2 separate regions of the Zea mays genome follow, and region 1 is linked to region 2. The links are chromatin contacts, called in public Hi-C maps. All regions are on one chromosome and are shown on one strand. The core of a region is the stretch at or near the end of the contact, and the rest is flanking DNA. Distances in the headings are between cores, read along the strand shown. Region 1 holds the start of LOC100384794. Region 2 has its middle 2.6 kb from the start of TRNAK-UUU.

The links. Hi-C and Micro-C count contacts between places; a contact is called where the count stands out from the background.
Region 1: a Hi-C map of ear shows a contact between it and region 2, with 2.0 times the contacts expected there. The contact joins the promoter of LOC100384794 here to the enhancer-like site in region 2. A contact is called at or near these places in 4 of 25 Hi-C or Micro-C datasets (bundle sheath, ear, leaf and 1 more).

What each region holds. Positions count from the first base shown.
Region 1 is chr7:123,449,273-123,452,984 of Zm-B73-REFERENCE-NAM-5.0, reverse strand. LOC100384794 reads right to left here and starts at 1,775. Exons shown (of 13, transcript NM_001177240.2): 1 at 1,604-1,775; 2 at 1,352-1,504; 3 at 1,090-1,226; 4 at 844-993. The coding sequence starts at 1,688.
Region 2 is chr7:123,324,677-123,328,192 of Zm-B73-REFERENCE-NAM-5.0, reverse strand. No RefSeq gene overlaps it. Among protein-coding and RNA genes, the nearest start is that of TRNAK-UUU, 2.6 kb to the left of the region's middle. Within about 2 kb of position 2,227, at least 15 of the 20 cell types and tissues checked have an H3K27ac peak or open chromatin away from gene starts, as enhancers often do. A contact at or near this core is called in bundle sheath, ear, leaf and 1 more, where this site is marked.

The DNA.
Region 1 (3,712 bases), core at 526-3,025, 130 kb before region 2:
ATCGACTGTCACTGAATCTGTGCACCGGTGATCAACTTACCAGGAGGCAAGAGCCTTGTGCAGTGCGTCGACGCCAATGATCAAAACCCAAGAGCCAGGAGGACAGAGAACGACAACAGGAGAAGAGAAGAAATTAGAGATAGAGAACCAGAACTGCAGAAGGAAGGAGATGAAGACGCCAAGAATCGAGGAGATTAGACACAAACCGTCGTGTGCAAGGGTATATCACGACGGCGCCTCTGACGGTTCAGCTCCTGTAGCCGGACCGCCCGCCAAAAAAGGCCTACAAATTTTTTACATCATACAAACCCTAGTCGCTAAGTACTGTCTGATCGAGCGATTTATCGGGCCTAGTCGGACGACTAGGTCGACTAGAACACCTAATCGGGTCGGGTTCCCTAATCGCTTACCCTAAACCGACCAGCCCGACTAATCGCGATTAGTCGAACGACTTGAAATCAGAGGTGCTACGTCACAATCATTACTCCTCTTGTAAACCGTCGTCTAAGGATGGCGTTCTGTAAACACTCCACATCATAGTGAATGTTTCGTCTGCTGGTGCCTGTGGTTTTTCCCTTCGCGTTGAAGGGTTTTCTACGTAAATATGTGTGTCGTGCTCTGTGGTTTGTTGGTTGATCTACTTCGTTTTGTCTGCCGGTTTTGCTAACATAATCCATAGAGACAAAACAATGTAGAAGTAGTAGAAGCCGCTACGGACTAAAGCCAACCGAACAAGATGATAATTATATATCTTGTAAAGGAACTAAAGCATGCATAGTTATTTAAGTTAGATGCGAGTGGTTGAGATAAAAAGGAGAAACAATGAATGAGAGAGCATATTACCCTTTGCCGCCCAAAGAAGCAACCATCTGGTTCAATAGAGCCGAAGAAATCAAGCTTGAGTAGGCACCCTTTAAGTCTGTCATAGTACAAACCCCTGATGGGGAAGGTGCGGTCATACTCGTACTGCAAGCAACTCTCCGGATACTTCAACTGCAGAAAACATCAGGTCCGCTCAGAAACCACAAGGGCAGCATTCAGTCATCCATGCAAAGATGTGATGACACCCAAGAAAGAGAGGAACCAAACCTCATTGACCAAGTGCCTTTTGGCAAGATCGTAGATAAGGCATTGCAGGTGCTCGGAGTAGTGCGACAGCGTGTAGTCGTAGTCGAAGCCGTAGACCTGGAGGTCGTCCAGCTTGACGTTCTTGTTGACGTAAATGCCTGAAACCCGCGACAGCGTCCCAACGCTAGGCCAGCAATGTTAAGAGACTGAAGAACCGATCTGTAAAGCAAGACTGTAGGAGGATAGGGAAGCGAATGGGCAATCGAGATTCCCTTTTCCCGACCTTGCGGATTCATCTTGGGCATGTCCTTGATGGCGGCGGGAATGCTGAGGTAGTTGCGCTTGGCGTCATCGAACTCGCGGCGGATGCGCTCGATCTCGTCCTCGCCGGCGCCGGACCGCAGCGTGGTGGAGAGCGTGCAGAGCGCGCGCAGGTCTGTAGGGAGAAACGACAGCCCCAATGTCAAGGGAGACACGGTCAGCAGTCAACCCCATTCCGCAGCGGCATTCCGTCGAACGGCTCTAGTGCAACAACCTCCCAAGGACCGCAGCGCCGTCGCAGAGAGCGCCGGCGACAGGAGACCGTAGCGGTCGAGGAGGCGGAGGCGAGCCAACGCCATTGGGGCCTGCCTCGAGTTTGTCGGTCTGCCGGTCGGTCGCCGACGTGAAGGTGAGGGACGGGCGCAGGAAACGGCTGTTTTTCCTAGGCGCCCACGGGAAAAGGTCGCGCTCGCGGTTGCACTTGCACTTGCACACTTAGGCCCTGTTTGGGAACAAAGTTTTTGAAAACCACAGTTTTTGAAATACTATACTATACTTTAGTTATGACAATACCGTAGTTTATAATACCGCAGTTTTGAAAACTGAGGTCCAGAGCTAAGTTTAGAATGCCTTAAAACAACTATAGTATTTGCAATACTTCAGTTTTGAAAACAGAGATTTTACCCAGCTTGCCAAACACCATTATGTATATAATACTGCAGTATTTGAGAATACTGCAGTATTCTTCCAAAACTGCAGAAAAACTTTGTTCCCAAACACCCCCTTACATTACACGGGAGAAGGCTGACTGCGGCCTGCGGGAGAGGGACGTGTCCTAACGTGTGGGGCCACATGTACGTCCCGCCCAGTGGAGCTCTGCTTTGTGGAACGGTGGGGCGCGCGGCTTCCTTTTGCTCGATACACGATGTCTGAACTGCTGTGACCATCACTGACGTGTGGAGCCACATGTACGTCCCGCCCAGTGGAGCTCGTGGGCTGGTGGCCTGGTGGGGCGTGGGTAGGGCTGGTACATATTATCTACGTAACAATTGATGAACATGTTATATGTATGTGTGATGTCTATGACTCATGAGTTAAACTAATGATTGATGAACTGTGTTTATGTGTTAAATTAACCTATGCAAATATAACTGTGAGTTAAACTAATGAACATATGTATGGATAGTGAATTTGAGTGATGAGTTGTGTTAATTTAGTATTACATTGTTGTGCTCTGTGAAATTATAAGTATAATTACTATTTTATATTATTAAATTAGTTTGAAATTAACTAGAAATTGATTAATATATACATATTGTTTTTCTACTATAACTCACGAGCTAAACTAGCCAAACCGAGTTGATTCTGTGACTCGTTAGCTTAACAAGCCAGTTCAAACTCGGACGAGTCGAGCCTGACTGGATATCCAGCCCAAGGCGTGCGGCCTCCTTTTGCTAGATCCATGAAACCTAAACTGTTGTGACAGGGGCAGTGGCATGGCACCCGTAGAAAAGAAGACGACGATGAGCGAACGGGGCCCGGCCTCCAGGATCGGGAGAAGTGGAGATCCTGGTGTTAGTTGGGGTAAACCTAGCGGCCCATCTCTGCACGTCCCGATCCAACCAAAATGACGGGCTCTCGTTTCCGTTGTGCATATGCAGGCTTTTTGCTAGATCCATGAAGCCTAAACTGTTGTGACCACGCAAGCAGGGGCAGTGGCATGGCGCCTGTAGAAAAGAAGACGACGCTGAGCGAACGGGGCCGGCCTACGGGATCGGGAGATCCTGGTGTTAGTTGGGGTAAACCTGGCGTCCCATCTCCGCACATCCCGATCCAACCAAAATGATAGGCTCTTGTTTTCGTTGTGCGCGTATTCCATAGACTCGAACACCATCCATCATGTGCAGGGTGTTGAGAACTACGTTACCACGGATCACCAGATCCGCACCCTTCCCTCCCGTCAGTAGATTAGGCGCGAGAAGTCGTGGAAGACTCGTATCCCTTCCCAGAAGCACGACAGTGAAACACACGAGACACAGGATGTAGGGTTGGGCCTCTGGCCTCTTTCTCTTCTCTGTATTATGAGGGGGTGTACAGGTTCCTTATATAGAGATGTGAGACCCCTCAGGGGCAAAGCAGGTATTTGCCCACATAACCCTAACTAGGGTTACTTAACACTCCCCCTTGGGCGAATACCGCGACCAACACATGCCTCGTTAAAACTCCGAAAAACCCAGTGGGAAAATGTGGAGAAAGAGTGCATGGTGATACAAATTGCATTTGCACTTTGTTGCCTCGTTAAAAACCTCATGTGAGAAACTTCAAGAAAACTCACCAAGGGAAAAAGAGTACAACAACTGTCATCGGGACAGATTTCGATCCT
Region 2 (3,516 bases), core at 978-3,477:
GGTCACAAAAACAAAAAAACTAGATGAAAAATAAATCTGGACGGACAAATCAGCGACATAAACGAAAAATATGGACAAAAAAATTAGTGATAAAAAAATACGTCCACCATGGAGCTTGAACCCACAACCTTAAGGTTAAAAATCTTGCACTCTACCAACTGAGCTAGACATACTTTGCTGTTACATATCCGAGCTTGGCGCCATAGATCTTGGCGCCGAGCTCGAAAACACGTTGGCGCCACGTCGTTCAGGTTGGGCCAACGTAGCACGCACCTCGGCGCCATTGGCTATGACGCCGAGCAAAGGGTCCAAAAATGATATTAAAATTTTCTAAGGTCCAAACGTGAATTTTTTTTCGAGAAAGGGCTAAAATATAAAAAATTCGGCAGCCGGTGAGCGCGTAGAGGGCATGCATGGCCCGGGTGTTTCGCTGGCTACTGTGGTACGATGACGTGGCCAACGTTCGCTATTTCTCCTCGGGCTCAAGACAAAAGCGCCTTTGCATTGGCAAGAGCACACTACGTACATATCGCCGCGGGAAGCCAGTGCAACAACAACAATAACAAAATTTCACCAACTTCTTTGGGTTCATATTCAGTTTATAATAGCCAAATTAAAGCGGCTGTTTTTAGATGCAGTGGTACAAAAGCAAGTACAATAATTGTCTTATAACCAACTCATTCAGCGTTTTTACTAATAATGTACAAAGGAGAAGAACTCACGTACTGCATATATTTTGAAATACAAATCCTTTTAGTTTATTTAGGTATATAGTTTTTGTCATACACTTAGATATAATAGTATATATTGTGTAGATACACAATAAAAGTAACTTATCTTGAAAAGCTAAAACATTCCTATAGTTTGAAAATAAAGGAAGTACAAGATAACTATCGGACAAAACCTAGCTCTTTTAGACATGTCCTATAGTCGAGCACTTAACTCTGTTATTCACATGCATTTGCACGTAGAGGTGGTAATGGATCATGGCCCTAATGCTTGCTTCACAAACCAACAAAGCCCTTAATTTTATTAGTTCAAAATTGAATTGGTTTATGATCCGGCCCTAACTTGACTCGATCCTTAAAGTTGCTAGGCTAAATTAAATGGCCCGTTACCACCCCTATTTGCACGTGATTGGATGTCTCCTCCTCGACAACCAGCCTCTATGCGTGTGTTGACTGCACAACAACATCTGATTGGATGTCTACTTATGGTTGGCCGTGCCTGGATATGAAGATGCAGGGTAGGCTAAACCAAGGGCGTGTTTGCCGTCATGGCCCAGCAGCCTGGCTGCGCTCCTGGACTGCAGCTCCCGTGTTTGCGTTGTCTGGCTTGCTCAGGAGCCAGACTGTGCGCGTGTAAATTTAGCCTCTCAGCCTGGCTCCACAGAAACGAGCTCAAGGTCCGTTTCCTGGGAACCTGGCTGCTCGTGGCGCAAGGATTCCGCGTTTGGGTTGTTTTGGTCTTTTAGCCCGGCTGCATATTGGGTGACAAACACCAGCTCGTTTGAGCCAGGCTTATATGGTACAAGTAAGCAAACAAAGTGAGTTGTAGTAGTAGTTGGGACAGGCTAGCCTTAGTCTGGACCAATTGAACGGGCCGAGCTGGCGAGGGAGAAGGTCACAACTCACAAACACGCCCCCAAATGTCTTAGGTTGTACGTGTAGAGACGCAGAAAAGTCACGCTTGTAGCAACAGTCAACTGACAAACACGCCCCAGTTGAACGCTTGTTTTTCAGAGTGGGTTCAGTTACTTGTGTAAAGATGTTACTTACTTCTTAGTAAAAAGAAGAAGAAGAAGAAGAAAAGTTCCAGATCTTATTAACCTTTTTAAAAATATATATTTATTCGCTATAATGAAAAATGGCTGCAGAATCCATGTCATGGCTGTTCTTCGTCGTATCGTTTAGTTGACAACAGTGAAAGGTTTCCACGTGTTCCAGAAAGAATCGCCACACCAGAGCACAACGAGACCTGGTTCCTGTAAGCAAAACGGTGCCATTCGCGCTTGTCTTGTCCGTAATTCTGAACGCCTCGAACAGGGAGGACAGACGCACACGACCCGGAACCCAATGGTCCATGTTCTGAAGGCGAAAGGGTGCACGTGGGCAACCGATGTGACCTTACGCGAGACGCCTGCCAATCGATCAGGGCAGGGCGGCAGGCGGTCCATGCCTGACGGCACGTGGGGCCGTGGCGCAGGCGCAGCAGCCTCCACCAAAGAAAGAACATGGGGCGATCGCCCACGCACGCGTGCCTCAGCCAGCCCGCACTCTCCCGTGGAACTGCTAGCAATACAGTCCCCACTCCACGCACTCCTACGTGGCCGTCGGACGAATCTGATGGCGTCGCGTCCATGTCGTGATCACGGACGGCATCACGCTCGCCCGCGCAATCTCCATGCGGATCCGGGAGCCTGGCCGTGCGCAAGTGCAACCCCGCCGGCCGCTGGCGCTGGGGCGCCGATGCATTCTGCCCGGGAGCAGCTGGTTGTGCGCCCGTGACCTCTCTACTCCTGTCCTGTACAGTACACGGTCGTATTACTCTTTACTGACTATGGTAACAAACCATTAAAGTCCCGTTTAGATCTTTGGATTTAAATTTCATTCTAACAATGATCCGTTTGAATATTGATATTGAAAATGTTAGAATTGAATTAGATGCAATACTAAATCTATCTAGTATTGAAAATGAGTTTCAATATAAATCTGTTATTTGGAAGTATCTGGAGTTACAATTCCGTCCAATACCTAGAGTCTTGGTTGAATTGTGAGATACACTTTTTAGTTAAAGTCCAATTCCAAAGAATTGAGCTTTAACTCTAGCTCTAAATTCATTAGCCAAATCGAACAAACACAATTCATAATTACTGGCTCCAATTCCCGATTCCAGTCTTAAATATCTACATCCAAACGAGACACAATAGTAATTTGGGAACATATCAATTAAGGTAATATAGTTTTATACAAAATATGTTTGTATACTATTATTAAGCAAGATGCCGGAGGTATTTATATGCTACATTTTTATTGTAGAGGAGTGAGTCGAAGAGCGTCATATAAGTTGCAGAGTAGAAACATATTCTACCAATACATAAAATCATTTCTCATCCCCACACCCTATGAATTTGAGATAGGCTTATATCTAAATTTTGGAAAGTAGTGGACTGTCAAAATCCAAGCCAAATAGGTTACTTTATTAAGTAAATTCCAATTCCTCCAAAATAAATGGATCCAAACGCCCGTAAAAGAAAACAGGAGTGCAGAGCGTCGCCTCCTTCCTACCAAATCGCTCACAACGCAAACGATTGATCTAGCGCTAGTTCCCCACATCCTGTCATCGCACGCGCGCGTTATAGCGAGGCTAATAGTATCGTTGATTGCCAACGGTAAAGATCTTTGTAGGATATCTTTTATCTCATCTGTATGGTAGTTAGCTGAGCTCTTCACTATTAATATATAACCCACTTGTCTTTCTTATAAAGTTTCTTTTTTTCTAAGCCGAGTGTAAGTT